Regions from separate parts of the Rattus norvegicus genome. Here region 2 is linked to region 1. The links are chromatin contacts, called in public Hi-C maps. All regions are on one chromosome and are shown on one strand. The core of a region is the stretch at or near the end of the contact, and the rest is flanking DNA. Distances in the headings are between cores, read along the strand shown.

Evidence for each region. Hi-C and Micro-C count contacts between places; a contact is called where the count stands out from the background.
Region 2: a contact with region 1 is called in a Hi-C map of frontal cortex, with 4 times the contacts expected there. The contact joins the promoter of Trappc5 here to the promoter of Zfp358 in region 1. A contact is called at or near these places in 2 of 12 Hi-C or Micro-C datasets (frontal cortex and mammary epithelial cells).

Annotation. Positions count from the first base shown.
Region 1 is chr12:6,347,826-6,354,192 of GRCr8, forward strand. Zfp358 (zinc finger protein 358) reads left to right here and starts at 2,441. Exons shown (of 2, transcript NM_001108328.1): 1 at 2,441-2,666; 2 at 4,730-6,367. The coding sequence starts at 2,441.
Region 2 is chr12:6,530,911-6,537,439 of GRCr8, forward strand. Trappc5 (trafficking protein particle complex subunit 5) reads left to right here and starts at 4,685. Exons shown (of 2, transcript NM_001108850.2): 1 at 4,685-4,748.

The DNA.
Region 1 (6,367 bases), core at 1,191-3,690:
CAGAGGGCGTCGGATCCCCCCGGAACTGGAGTTACAGAGGGTTGTGAGCTGCTGTGTAAACACTGGAAACTAAATCTGAGTCCTCTGCAAGAGTTGCCAATCCTCTTAACTGAGGAGCCATCCTGACATTAAAAAAAGCCCCTAAGAAGAAAAGGAAATTCTCTGAGGAGCCTGAGGCTGCTGCTAGCTGCACAGAGAGCAGCACAAAGAAAAAGAAAAAGTCGCAGAAGGCACGGGAGGTGGATGAGAATGGACCTGCTTGGTGGGAGGGGCATACTTTATGGTGGCAGTTCCTCCTGCCCATAATAAACCCCAATAAAAATGCAAAACCAGAAGAAAAAAAAAAAAGCAAAAAGGGAATGGGACGGTGTGGCTCAGTGTGGCTTTGTGGCCTAGCATGCACAGGGTCCTGGGTGGGGTGGGACATGCCTAATAGCAAATCTACCCTCTGGTCATATCTGAACTGAGACAGACACTTGAGAGGCAAACGTATTAGAGGTTTAAGGACATCTCAGCTACACAGTGAGTTTGAGGCCGCCCTGGGCAACAAGAGACCTTGTAGAGGAAAGGGGTTGGGGGTGGAGAGACTAATGTCTGTGTACAGCCAGAAACCTCCCAAGATGAAAAGAGGAGGCTCTTCAGCAGGGGGTGTTGGGAGACGTCTGTGGGAGGTGGGGGGGCGTGACACCGACTTGTGCTGGGTGGTTTTAGGGAAAGTTATGGTTAGTGAAGTCTGTAACTGGGATTCCAGCTATACTTTTATCCCGGAGATGTGGGCGGGTTGAAAAAAGAGTGTGGGCCGTGGCTGGCAAACAGGGGCAGTCATTTGTGTTGTGGGGGAAAGAGGGGATGTGTGGTCCTTGTTCCGGTTGCAACCTATTCTTGTGTCTATCTTACTTCAGATACGGTCAGAGGGTGGCCTTGCTGTGCCATCTGTTTTGCCCTGTGACCATTGTTTATACTGAGGCAAGAACATCCGGTCCAGCTGCCAGCTCCCCCTGGGCTTGTTTTTATTCCCTCTGCGGTGGAGGGAACTGTGTCTTTAAAGTTTGGCTTGAAGCCTTCCTCAGTCCTGGCTAAGGTGTTCCAGAAATCAGCTCTTGGTCCAGCCTCCTGGTCTGCCTCTGGTGTCACCTGCCATTTGAATAGGAAGCTAGGGACATGGAAGGATCAGAGAGCGAAAGGTTACCTAAAAGAAAGATTCTGCTAGCAACAACAAAAAAAAAAAAACAAAAAACTGAGCGTGTGCGTGCGTGCGTACATGCGAGTGCGTGCGTTGCGTGCTGTGTGCGCGCATGCGTGCGTATGCATGCGTGTGCGTGAGTGCGTGCCTGTGTGTGCGTGCGTGTGTAGTAAAGACAGGGGTGGGGAGAACTTTTACATACACACATCTATGTGGACTACCGAGATTGGCTTCAAGTATCTACCTCAATTGGTCCCCACTTTCATTTTTATTAATTACATTTATTTATGTAGTGGTGTGGTCGGAAGATAGTTCGATCCTTCCATCATGTTGGTTCTAAGGAATCAAACTCGGGTCCTTGGCCTTTCAGCAAGCCCTTTTACCCACTGAGCCCCCTGGTTAGCCCTCCAACCTTACTTTTTGAGACAGTCTCATAATGACCCTGGCAGCTCACTGATTCAGTTAGAATGGATCCTCTTGCCTCAGACACCTCAAAGCTAGAATTCTCAAAGCTAGACCCACCACTGTCTTTCCACATAGGTGACAAAAGTCTCAAGTCAGGTCTTAAGCTTCTGCAACAAGCAGTTTACTTACTGGGTCACCTCTCTAACCACCAGTCTCACCACAAAACATCTGATACATTCTGATAGCCCTAAACTCTTTTTGAGATAACACTGTATGTTTAAATGGCAGGCTTTCTCAAAGCTCCCCGATCCCCGCTTATGTGTTTGAAACAAGACAGAGAAATGAACAAGAGGACAAGACAAAGACAGGCAGAGACAAAAGAGGGCAGAGGCAGAGAAAATGGCTGGGCCAGAGGCAAAGAAATTAAAAGAGAAAAAAATAGATTCTGGTAGAGATGGAGAAAGAAAAACAGAAGCCTGGAGAGATAGTTCAGCAGGTATAGGCGCACGGCCAAGCATGCAGATCACGGTTCCAATAAAGAGAGAACAGACTCCTGCAAGTTGTCCACTGATTTCCCCATGCGCAACACGGCACGCATAGGCTCGGAATCAAATAATTTTTTAAGGAGATGAAGAAAAAAAGATGGAGAGGAGAGGACAGAATGGAAGATAGATAAACAGATAGAGTCAGGGTTACAGATGGAGAGTCAAGATCAGGGTCGGAGAAGGGGCCGGAAGAGTCACCTAGGATTAGGGTAGAGCGGGCTGGTAGGGTGCAAACAAAGACGAGACGCGCCCCAGCCGGGGTGGCCCTAGCCGGGACAAAGGCTTGGCCCGGGGGGCGGGGGCAGCGATGGCTCCGGCCGCCGAGGGCGCGGGCGAACTACAAGTCCCAGCAGCTCCCGCAGCGGCCCTCGGCCGGCCCCTCTCGCTCCTCGGGAGCGCCTGGCGGGGCCGCTGGGCCGAGGGGGCCGCCAGCGGGGCTGGTGAGCGGTGGGGTTTCCTGCAAGCCTGGGGCGGGGAGACGCCGGCTGGCCAGCCCGAGTGCAGCCAGGCCGGGCAGGGGCGAGGGGCATCGGGTGAGTGACCCCGAAAGCGGATCGGGACGGATTGGGGAAGGCTGGACAAAAGGGGGAGGTGGTTGTGAGGAGACCCCCAACACTAAGGGCAGGGCGCGGGGCGCGGCCCCAGGCTACCTCTATGCACCTCTTGCAGAGTGCATGGTGCCAGCGCTCGACTTGGGGGGTCAAGGTGGCGGATGCGGTGGGAGGGGGGTCCCGAGGAGCTCAGGCCTAGTACGTTTATCCCGCCAACGCCAGGACCACCCCCTAATCTACAGTGAATCTGAGATCCGGATGGGTGGAGGCACCCGCTAGCTTGGGTCCCACAGAGCAGGACAACTCCTTACTTCAAGAGGTGATAGGGGGTTTCTCTCTGGAAACCAAGAGAAGCCTGGGGCATTGTTCTTCCGATGTGGGACTTTATACTCCATAGTGTATATGTGTGTGTCTAGGAGGGAGGTGTCGTGTTACCTCAAGGATCCCAAGAAAAATCCCAGTTATTGTTAGCTTTCACCTCCAGTCTTGGGATGTACAGCCTTGGAAGCCCATTTTTCCCAAGAGATGATCGGGGTGCACCTGCCCTCTCCACAGGGTTTTAATCTAAGAGATAGATGGGAGTTTCCATCCAAGATGGGAGTTCATGAAGCTGCTTCCTTCAAAGGCAATCTAAAAATACCTTGCCTCCAGAAACCTGGGTGGGGGGCCCAGGTATTGCCCACTAATCTCCAGGAGTGGGGCCTGGGTAGAGAAACTGTTGGGGGAACTCCACTCCCTTCTGCGTATTGTCTCCTGGCTTCAAGGTTGGGGTCAGGTAGGTCTCCCCAATCCCCAGGAGCCCAGCCCAACAAAGAGTACACTTAGCCCCAAGGTAGAGGTGTGTTACTCTTTCTCCACGTCTGCTGCTTTCCCCAACACAGTCCTCATACCCTCATCGAGGAGTCTGTGTGTTCAGGAATTCCCTTCCCTGGAGACATTCCTCCTCACCTCTCTTCTGCCCCACCCTCCAGCTCGCTCTAGAACTGCAGAGGGCCCCAGCGATTCTTTTTGCAGGCACATCACCAGGGGGTTAAAATCCACAATCTTCTAGCCAGTTGGAAAATTGCTATAATAACCAATTTCTCCGCCGCCCCCCCCCTCTGGCTGTGGAATTCTTAGTGCTCCTTCCGTCCCTTTCCCTAGGAGAGGGCCACGTATGCACCCCCCCCTTAATTTTGAAAACCGTTATTATTTTGTAGCCCAGGCTGGCCAGATCTGCCAGACTCGTCCTAAAGGTGCTGGGATTACAGATGTGTGCCACCACTGCTAGCTTGGGTTTCCTCTCCCGTGTCCTCTGGTGTAGGAGAGAATGTCTCTCACCCAAGCTGTGAGGTCTAGAATTCTTCGCTGGAAGCAAACAAGGGTCCCTGCAGTTTTCAGAATACTAGAGAATCATTAACTTCCCACCCTTACTGCTACCCATTCAACTTCCGTAAGACAAGCCTCACAAGCCCCCCTCTTTACCAGGAACCTACCACTTAATAAGGTAGGGCAAGAATTCAGACCTTGACCTGAGGAGGAAAAAAGAACCCTGACACCCTTTCCCCCAGATTTAGGCAGTTCAGACCTTAGTACTGCCTTCCATAACACCCAGGTTCCCCCTCGGAGCTCGGGATTGGGCCGGGAATGCATCTCAGATAGTAGAGTGCTCACCACGCAGGAAACCAGCACCACATGAGCTGAATGTGGTTGTGCACTCCCTGTCATTCTACACTCAGGGGGTTGAGGCAGGAGGATTAGAAATTTAAGGTCATCCTTGATTCCGTAATGAGTTGATAGACAACTGGAGCTGCACAAGGCCCTGTTTTTAAACACAAGATCCCAAGATGGCCCCCATCCAGGTTTGAGGTGAAAAGTAAGGGTCCCAATATGTCCCATTAGAATCCTTCTGGTCCAAATCCTGGGTAGGACATGGGTTAGAACTCTTCCTGTGGTTAAAGACAAGAGCAGGAACCATGTACATTCACCAGGGACTTTAGTGTGGCATGGCCAGATCCCTCTCCCCCAGAACCTCCCTCCACCAACCTCCTGTCCTCATACTGCAGATCCCGTTCCGGAATCCGCACGCGGTTCTACTTCCAGGATGAGGCGCTCCGTCCTGGTTAGGAACCCGGGCCACAAGAGTCTTAGGCCCCTTTATGGAGACCTTCCTTCAGACCCAGAAGACCTGGACCCCAGTCCCAAAGCTCCAGATCGTATCTCTGAAAGCCCCGAGCCAGAGCCGGAAGACCTCAACACTGTCTCAGAGGATGGGGACGCCAGCTTAGAAGATCCCGAGCCTGAGGCAGAGGAAGCTCCACCGTCCATGTTGGGGAAGCCAGACTTGGATTCTCGAGATCTGGATCCCACGTCTTCAAGTTTCGACCTGGATCCTGATGTGATTGGCCCGGTGCCACTAGTTCTCGACCCAAGCGATGACACCCTCAGCCCTGCTGCTCCACATGTGGATTCCCTTCCCTCTAGCCTCACTGCCACCCCCGAAATCTTGGCCACCAGCTCAGCGGTGGTGCTTCCTGCCCCTGCCAGTCCACCTCGTCCCTTCTCCTGTCCTGATTGCGGGCGAGCCTTCCGCCGCAGCTCTGGGCTGAGCCAGCACCGACGCACGCACAGTGGAGAGAAGCCTTACCGCTGCCCTGACTGTGGCAAGTCATTCAGCCATGGTGCCACACTGGCCCAACATCGTGGCATCCACACTGGTGCACGGCCCTACCAGTGTGCTGCCTGTGGCAAGGCCTTCGGCTGGCGGTCCACACTGCTCAAGCACCGCAGCAGCCACAGCGGGGAGAAGCCACACCACTGCCCCGTGTGTGGCAAGGCCTTCGGTCACGGCTCGTTGCTGGCCCAGCACCTGCGCACGCACGGTGGCCCTCGCCCCCACAAGTGCCCGGTGTGTGCTAAAGGCTTTGGGCAGGGCTCTGCGCTCCTTAAACACCTGCGCACCCATACAGGCGAGCGCCCTTACCCGTGCCCGCAGTGCGGCAAGGCCTTTGGGCAGAGCTCAGCGTTGCTCCAGCATCAGCGCACCCACACCGCTGAGCGTCCCTATCGCTGTCCCCACTGCGGCAAGGCCTTTGGGCAGAGCTCCAACTTGCAGCACCACCTGCGCATCCACACTGGCGAGCGACCTTACGCCTGCCCACACTGCTCCAAGGCCTTTGGGCAGAGTTCGGCACTCCTACAACACCTCCACGTGCATTCTGGCGAGCGCCCCTACCGTTGTCAGCTCTGCGGCAAGGCCTTTGGCCAAGCCTCCAGCCTCACCAAACATAAGCGTGTGCATGAGGGAGCCGCAGCTGCCGCCGCTGCCGCCGCTGCAGCCGCAGCCGGGCTGGGTCTTGGGCCTGGTTTGAGCCCAGTATCTATGATGAGGCCAGGGCAGATCTCTTTCCTGGGTCCTGATGCTGTTTCTGTGCTGGGATCTGGCCTGGGCCTCAGTTCCGGTGCCAGCCCTGCCCGAAGTTCTGCCCCTACTTCTGTGCTGGGTTCACTCCAAAACCCCCTCCTTCAGACCCACTCAGGATCTGTCTCCAGCCCTGACCTTGTTCTGTCTTCTGACCCTAAGCCAGGCCTTGATGCTGATCCCGATGTGGTACCCAGTCCTGACCAAGAGTTGGATCCCAACCCTAACCCCGATCTTGTCCCCAATCCTGACTCCAGACCCAAGTCCCAAACTGACCCCTATT
Region 2 (6,529 bases), core at 3,435-5,934, 190 kb after region 1:
ACTTGTATACATAAATAAATCTTTTTAAAAAAAGAAATATTTCTTTATTTTATGTGTGTGAGTACTTATGTATACAGTGTACTTGTATACATAAAATAAATAAATCTTTTTTAAAAAAGAATTATTTCTTTATTTTATGTGTGTGAGTACACTGTAGCTGTCTTCAGACCAGAAGAAGGCACTGGATCCCATTACAGATGGTTGTGAACCACCATGTGGTTGCTGGGATTTGAACTCAGGACCTCTGGAAGAGCAGTCAGTGCTCCTAACCACTGAGCCATCTCTCCAGCCCAGGAAATAATTCTTAAAAAAAAAAATTAGCATCTCTGACCGAGCCAGCTCAGTCAGTCAACAGGAGTGAGGATTTAAAAAGACAGACAAGATTGAAACAGGACTACAGCCCGTACTGAGACTGAAGTGGCTTTATTTCTCTCCAGCTGCTTTTATATCGTTCTAGGTACATCCAGAACACATGGTCAGTTCTTAGATCAAAGGCAAAGTAATCAAGCGGAGTAGTAAACAAGGAGACCACACAAGAAAGTAAGTAAGTGAAGTAGTGAGCAGAGAGATCACATAAGGTAGTAATTCAGTGAAGTAGTAAAAAAGTCCCATGGTCACTGTTTCTAATACTGAGCCCACTTCCTTGTCCCAGCCCAGTGACAAATGCTAAATTCCTGGATGTGGCACCAAAAGCTCTCAACACACCTGTATGATGAAATGATAATAGTCTGTGTCTTCGTTAGGTTACTACTGCTGTGATAAAACACCGCAACCAAAGGCAACTTGGGGAGGAAAGGGTTTATTTGGCTTACGTGTTCACATCTCGCTTCTCATCTAAGGAAGTCAGGGCAGGAACTTGAGGCAGGAAGTGAAGCAGACGGCGTGGGGCATCACTACTTACTGGCTTGCTCCTCTTGGCTTCCTTATCTCATTTTCTTATGGACCCCAGACCACTGGCTAGTGAGCTGGGTCCTCCTGCCTGCCCAGTCTGATGGACGTGATTTCTCTGTCAAGCTTCTACTTTCCAAGTATGTCTCAGTTTGTGTCAAGTTGATAAATCCCAGGACAAAGTGGAAGGTATCATATCAATTAAAAAATAGTATTTTGGGTCTGGTAAGATGGTTCTGTGGATAAAGGTGCTCGCTTCCAAAGCTGGCAACCCGAGTTCTACCCCCAGGACTCAAACAGTGGGAGAACCGATGGCCAAAGGCTGCCCTCTGCCGTCTACTCACCATGGCACGTGCACACACATGCGTGCGCACGCGCACACATACAGGCATAGAGAGACACAGACACAGACACACAGAATTACACACACATACACACAGAGCACAGATAGACTGACACATATACACACATACGCACGCAAACATACATGCACACAAGCATACATGCACACACACATGCATACACACAAGCATACATGCACACAAGCATACATGCACACACACATGCATACACACAAGCATACATGCACACACACTCACACATACACTCACATACACATTCATACATATACACACACAACCATACATGCACACACACAAACATACAAGTATACACATACTCATACACATGCATACACACAAACATACATGCACACACACACAAACATGCATGTGCACAAAATAAATAAAATGTAATAAACTTATCAACAATTTAAAAATAGATGTATTCATTTTGTTCTCTGGGTGTTTTGTCTGCATGTATGCCTGCATGTGTGCCTTCATGTGTGCGTTTGTACCACATGTTTGCCTCATGCTGGTGGAGGTCAGAAAAGAACACTGGATCCTTGGAGCGGTTGTGAACAACCATGTGGGTGCTGAGAATTGAACCTTGGTCCTTTCCAAGAGCAACAGAGGTCTTAACCACTGAGCCATCTCTCCAGCACCGAAATGTACTAAAGCATTGAAATTATAGTATTTTGGGCCAGGGGATAACCTACTCTGTCTGTAAAGTGCTTGCTGCACAAGGAAAAGGGCCTTACTTCAATTCCCAAAACCCATGTGTAAGGTCAGACATATTGGTGCACAACCCTAATCCCAGAGCTGAGGAGACAAAGGTAGGGGGATCTCTGAGGCTCATGGTCTGCCATCATGGCTTAATTAGGGAGCCCTAAGTCCCAGAAAGAGACCGAATGGAAAATGAAGCCAGCGCCAGTTGAGTGGTGGTGCATGCCTTTAATCCCAGTGCTCGGGAGGCAGAGCAAGGCAGGGTCTGGGTTTGATGTTTGGTCTGAGCACTCAAGGTTGTCTTCTGGCCTCCAGACACACGGCCTCCTCCTCTTTCTCCTCTTTTGAGACAGGACCTCCTTATGTGGTCATGGCTGGTGTGGAACTCCCTGTGGAGACCAGGTTGTCCTCAAACTCACAGAGAGCCACCTGCCTCTGGGATTTACTCCTTTATTTTTAAAATTCTGTGTTCTTTGCTAGGGAACCCCACGTTGTTTGCATTTCTTCTTATAGTTCTTTTAATTCTTCTCTCAGATATCACAGCTGTTTCACCTCCCTCCTCTACCGTCTACCCTCTCGTCCCAGGCCCTCCCTCCCACCTTCCCTCTCCCCCAGATCCATTCCTTCAGAAAAGGGCAGGCCTCCCAGGGATATCAACCAAGGAAGCTTCGATAAGACTAGGTACATACTGAGGCTGGACAAGGCAGCTCAATAGGAGGGAAAGACTCCTTTTTAGGAGTAGAGTCAGAGATAGCCCCTCTGTTAGGAATCCCACACAAACACCAAGCTGCAAGACCTAACATAGTCAGAGGACCCATGTCTGACCCACACAGGCTCCCTGACTGTCAGTTCAGTCTCTGTGAGCACCTATGATCCTGGTTAGTTGATTCTGTGGGCTGTTCCCTTGCATTATCCCTGACCCTTCTGGCTTCCTCCCCCTCTTTCACAGAGTTCCTCAGCCCCACGTTCGACTGTGGGCTCTGCATCTGCTCCCATGAGTACAAAATAGTGGTATTTATTTAAGGTATGTGTCCCTGTGTCTGTCTACACGCACACTTCTGCATGCATCTGTTGTGATATCCAAGGATATGTCTGATGAGCCAGGGATCACTATACTGGGTGGGAGGGGCAGGCCCATACGGAGGCATCCTTTTCCCCTGAGGTAGTACAGACTAGAGTTTATTTAGGGCATGGGAAGGGGAGTTGGGAAGTGAGGAGAGAGAGGGGGAGGGAGGGAGGAAGGGAGAGAGAGAGAAGGAAGGAGGGAGAGAGGGAGAGGGAGAGGGAGAGGGAGAGGGAGAGGGAGAGAGAGAGAGAGAGAGAGAGAGAGAGAGAGAGAGAGGCGTGCGGAGAGGGAGAAGCTGGGAGGAGAGGCTAGCCAGGAACATGTGGAGAGGGGAGAAAGGGAAAAGGAGTCAGGGAGAGAAGAGAGTCAGAACGGCTTCCCATGGGGTATACCCTCCCCTTCAGCTTCTTCAATCCTTCCCCTAATTCAAACATAGGGGTCCCTGACTTTAGTCCAGTGGTTGGGTGTAAGTATCTGCGTCTGTCTCAGTCAGTCCTAGGAATTTTTAAATTAAACACGTGGGGCTGGGTTCATCTGTAACCCATCACTTGCCTCCTCAGTGCGAGGCCCTGTGTTTCATCCCCAGCGCTGTAATACAAAGAATTAAGTCCGCAGCTGACCCATGCAGGTTGGAGATAGGAATAGACTCCAGGAGAAAACGACCTGCATTTCTTCCTCCTCTTGTATCTCCTCTCATCAAGATCAGCTATCCACACATCCCCTTGCTTGGGTTGTCATCTTGGCTACACAGCAAGGCTGCTTCAAACAACCACCAATCAACCGATACACGGCACAAAAACAGTAAGGGGTTGGGGGGTGTCTTAATAGATAAGGTAGAGTCGTGAAGACCTGAGTTTGATCCTGAGTATCTACATTAAAAAAAAAAAAAAAAAAGCTGTGTGTGTTGGTACACTCCTGTAACCCCAGAGCCCCCAGTGACCTGTTTGTGGGGCAGACAGAAGGATTCTCTGAGATGCTTGCCAGCTAGCAGAAATGGTAACCCCAGGTTCAGTAGTTACGCCCTATCTTAAAATAACCCCCAAGAGCAGTAGAGATAGCCACTCAGCGTCAACCTCTGCACACAGGAGTGTTGGGTACATGGGACACACACTGACACACAAAGGAAATATAAGGGTGGTCAGATGCCTCCGCAGGTAAAAAAACTACTACTACTACTACTACTACTACTACTACTACTACTACTACTACTACTACTACTACTACTACTACTACTACTACTAAAGCATTGTAGCTACACCTTCTGTGAAAGTTGGAAAAATGCCCTCAAAGTGTGCTCCTTCACCCACAGGTAAAAATCACGCGTCAGAGTAAATTGCGTGTACATACATCACATCCACGGCTCACGTACATACATAAGAAAATGCGTGCCCGAGAGCATGCACGTGCTCCTGGGACAGAATACTTTGCATACTACCCTCCTGCTCAAAGGCCAGCTCTTAAAGCAAGACCTCACGACCCAGTGCAGACCAGGGCTCTGGGCCGCTGGGCTGGGACACGGGCGCCCCCTTGCGGCCGCTCTCTGCCACGCCCCGCCCCGCCCTCCGTGTACTCACCGGCGAGCTCATACACGCCTGCGCACTCAGGGGCCTTTTACGACGCCACCAAGAAGTTCCGCTGAACCCACCGCGGCACAGTTCCGGTTGAGACCTTTCCGGGCCGGCGCGCACGGGCCTCGTCTTTTTTCTGTGTGTCCCGAGCAGCGTTCCCGGGTCAGTCTGCTTTGGGTTTTCCTGGGGGTGAGGCGGGTTCCGCGGTCCCAGCCGAGCGTCCTAGAGCAGCCGAGTGGAGCGTTGTGCATGGCTCCCTTCCCTAGTTGGGGAGCCGGACGGTCCATCCTAATCCCCCAAGACCCGGCCCCTGGGACATGCTTTGTAGGGGCGTGCTGTCGGCTCCAACCCGTCCCCAAGAAGCGATGAAGGCTTCACCTGGAGACGTCAGGGCCCCCAGTCTCCGGATTCCATTTTGGTCTCCATTCACAGTTGTGGCTGGCTCCCTGCTGCCGGCATGGGAGGCCCAGAGGCCTCCTCCTGGCTCCTCCACTAGTTTCCCCATCACCCGTGCAGTTTTCTAGAGAGTGTGGGAGCGTGAGTTCCCAACGGGATGTCTTTTAGAGTTAAGGGTCACCGTGGAAACGGCTTCCTTCGTGACAAATAGACACTTCCGCCGCTCCCCGCGCTCAGGTTGTAGGCTTGGTGATTTTCTGCATCCCTTCCTGGCTTGGCCTTGACTCACCCCTGTCACATACCTTTCAGGCTTTCCTGGAGGGATTGGGCAGGAGCACATGCCAACTAGGGAAAACATCATTGTGTCCTCTGACCCCTCTCCATTCTTCAACCTCCCCCCGACCCCCCTTTTAAAGACAGTGTGTTAGTGCTTTTCTCTATGTTGCTGCGGTCATATATACCCGAAAGAAGCAACCGGAAGAGGGAAAAGTCTGTTAATTTGACCATTGACAGATGACGGCAGGGGCGTGAGGCAGCTGGCATTGCATCCACAGTCGAATGCTGGCCCTCAGATAGCTTCATTCTTTTTATTCAGCCTCAGGGTGGTGATGCCCATATTCAGAACCGTCCGCCTCTGGAACTCTAGGGACTGTGTTTTCATGGTATTTCTATATCTAAGTAGTGAAGACGAACAGGGTCTCACTGTGGTTTAGGCAGTGCTGCAACTCACCCAGGCTGGGCACTTTCTGCCATCTTCCTGCCTCAGCCTCTGGAGTGCTGGGGCTCAGGCATGCACCTCCACAGTTTCCTGGCCTCTCTGTATGCACTCCATCTTCCTTTTTTTTGGAGGGGGGAGAGACAGCTTTTCTGTGTAACAACCCTGGCTGTCCTCCAACTCACAGAGAAGCCTCTGCTTCCTGAGTGTTGGGATTAAAGGTGTGTGCCTTAAGTTTTAACCATTCCCCTGCCAGGTACCAACCTCTTAAAAATTACATTTTTTAAATTTATCCATTGCATGTTTGTGTGTATGTGTGTGCATTTGTGAGTGTGCACAGAAGTAAGAGGACAACTTTTGAGAGCGAGTTCTCTCTTTCCAGTCTGTGGGTCCTAGGATCAAACTGGGGTTATCAGGTAAGCGTCTTTATCTTCTGAGCCATCTTGCCAGGGATAGTTCTTTAGGAAGACTTCTCGCTTTATTTAATGTGTATAGGTGTTCTGCCTGCATATGTGTGTGTTTCCCATGTATGTCCCTGGTGTCCTCCATGGTCAGAGGATCTCCTAGATCTAGTTACAGAATCACCATGTGATGTGGGTGCTGGAATTCAAACTCATTCTCTCTATAAGAGCAAGAAATGATCTTAACTGCTTAACCCTCTCTCCAGCTTTTTTTTTTTTTTTTTTTTTTTTTATTATTAAAGAGACAAGGTCTCATGTAGCCTAGGTTGGTCCCAAATTCCATATGTAGCAGAGAGTGGCCTCAGACTCCTGATCTTCCTGCCTCTGCCTCTACCTCTTGAGTTCAGTCAGGGATTATGGAATTGTACCTC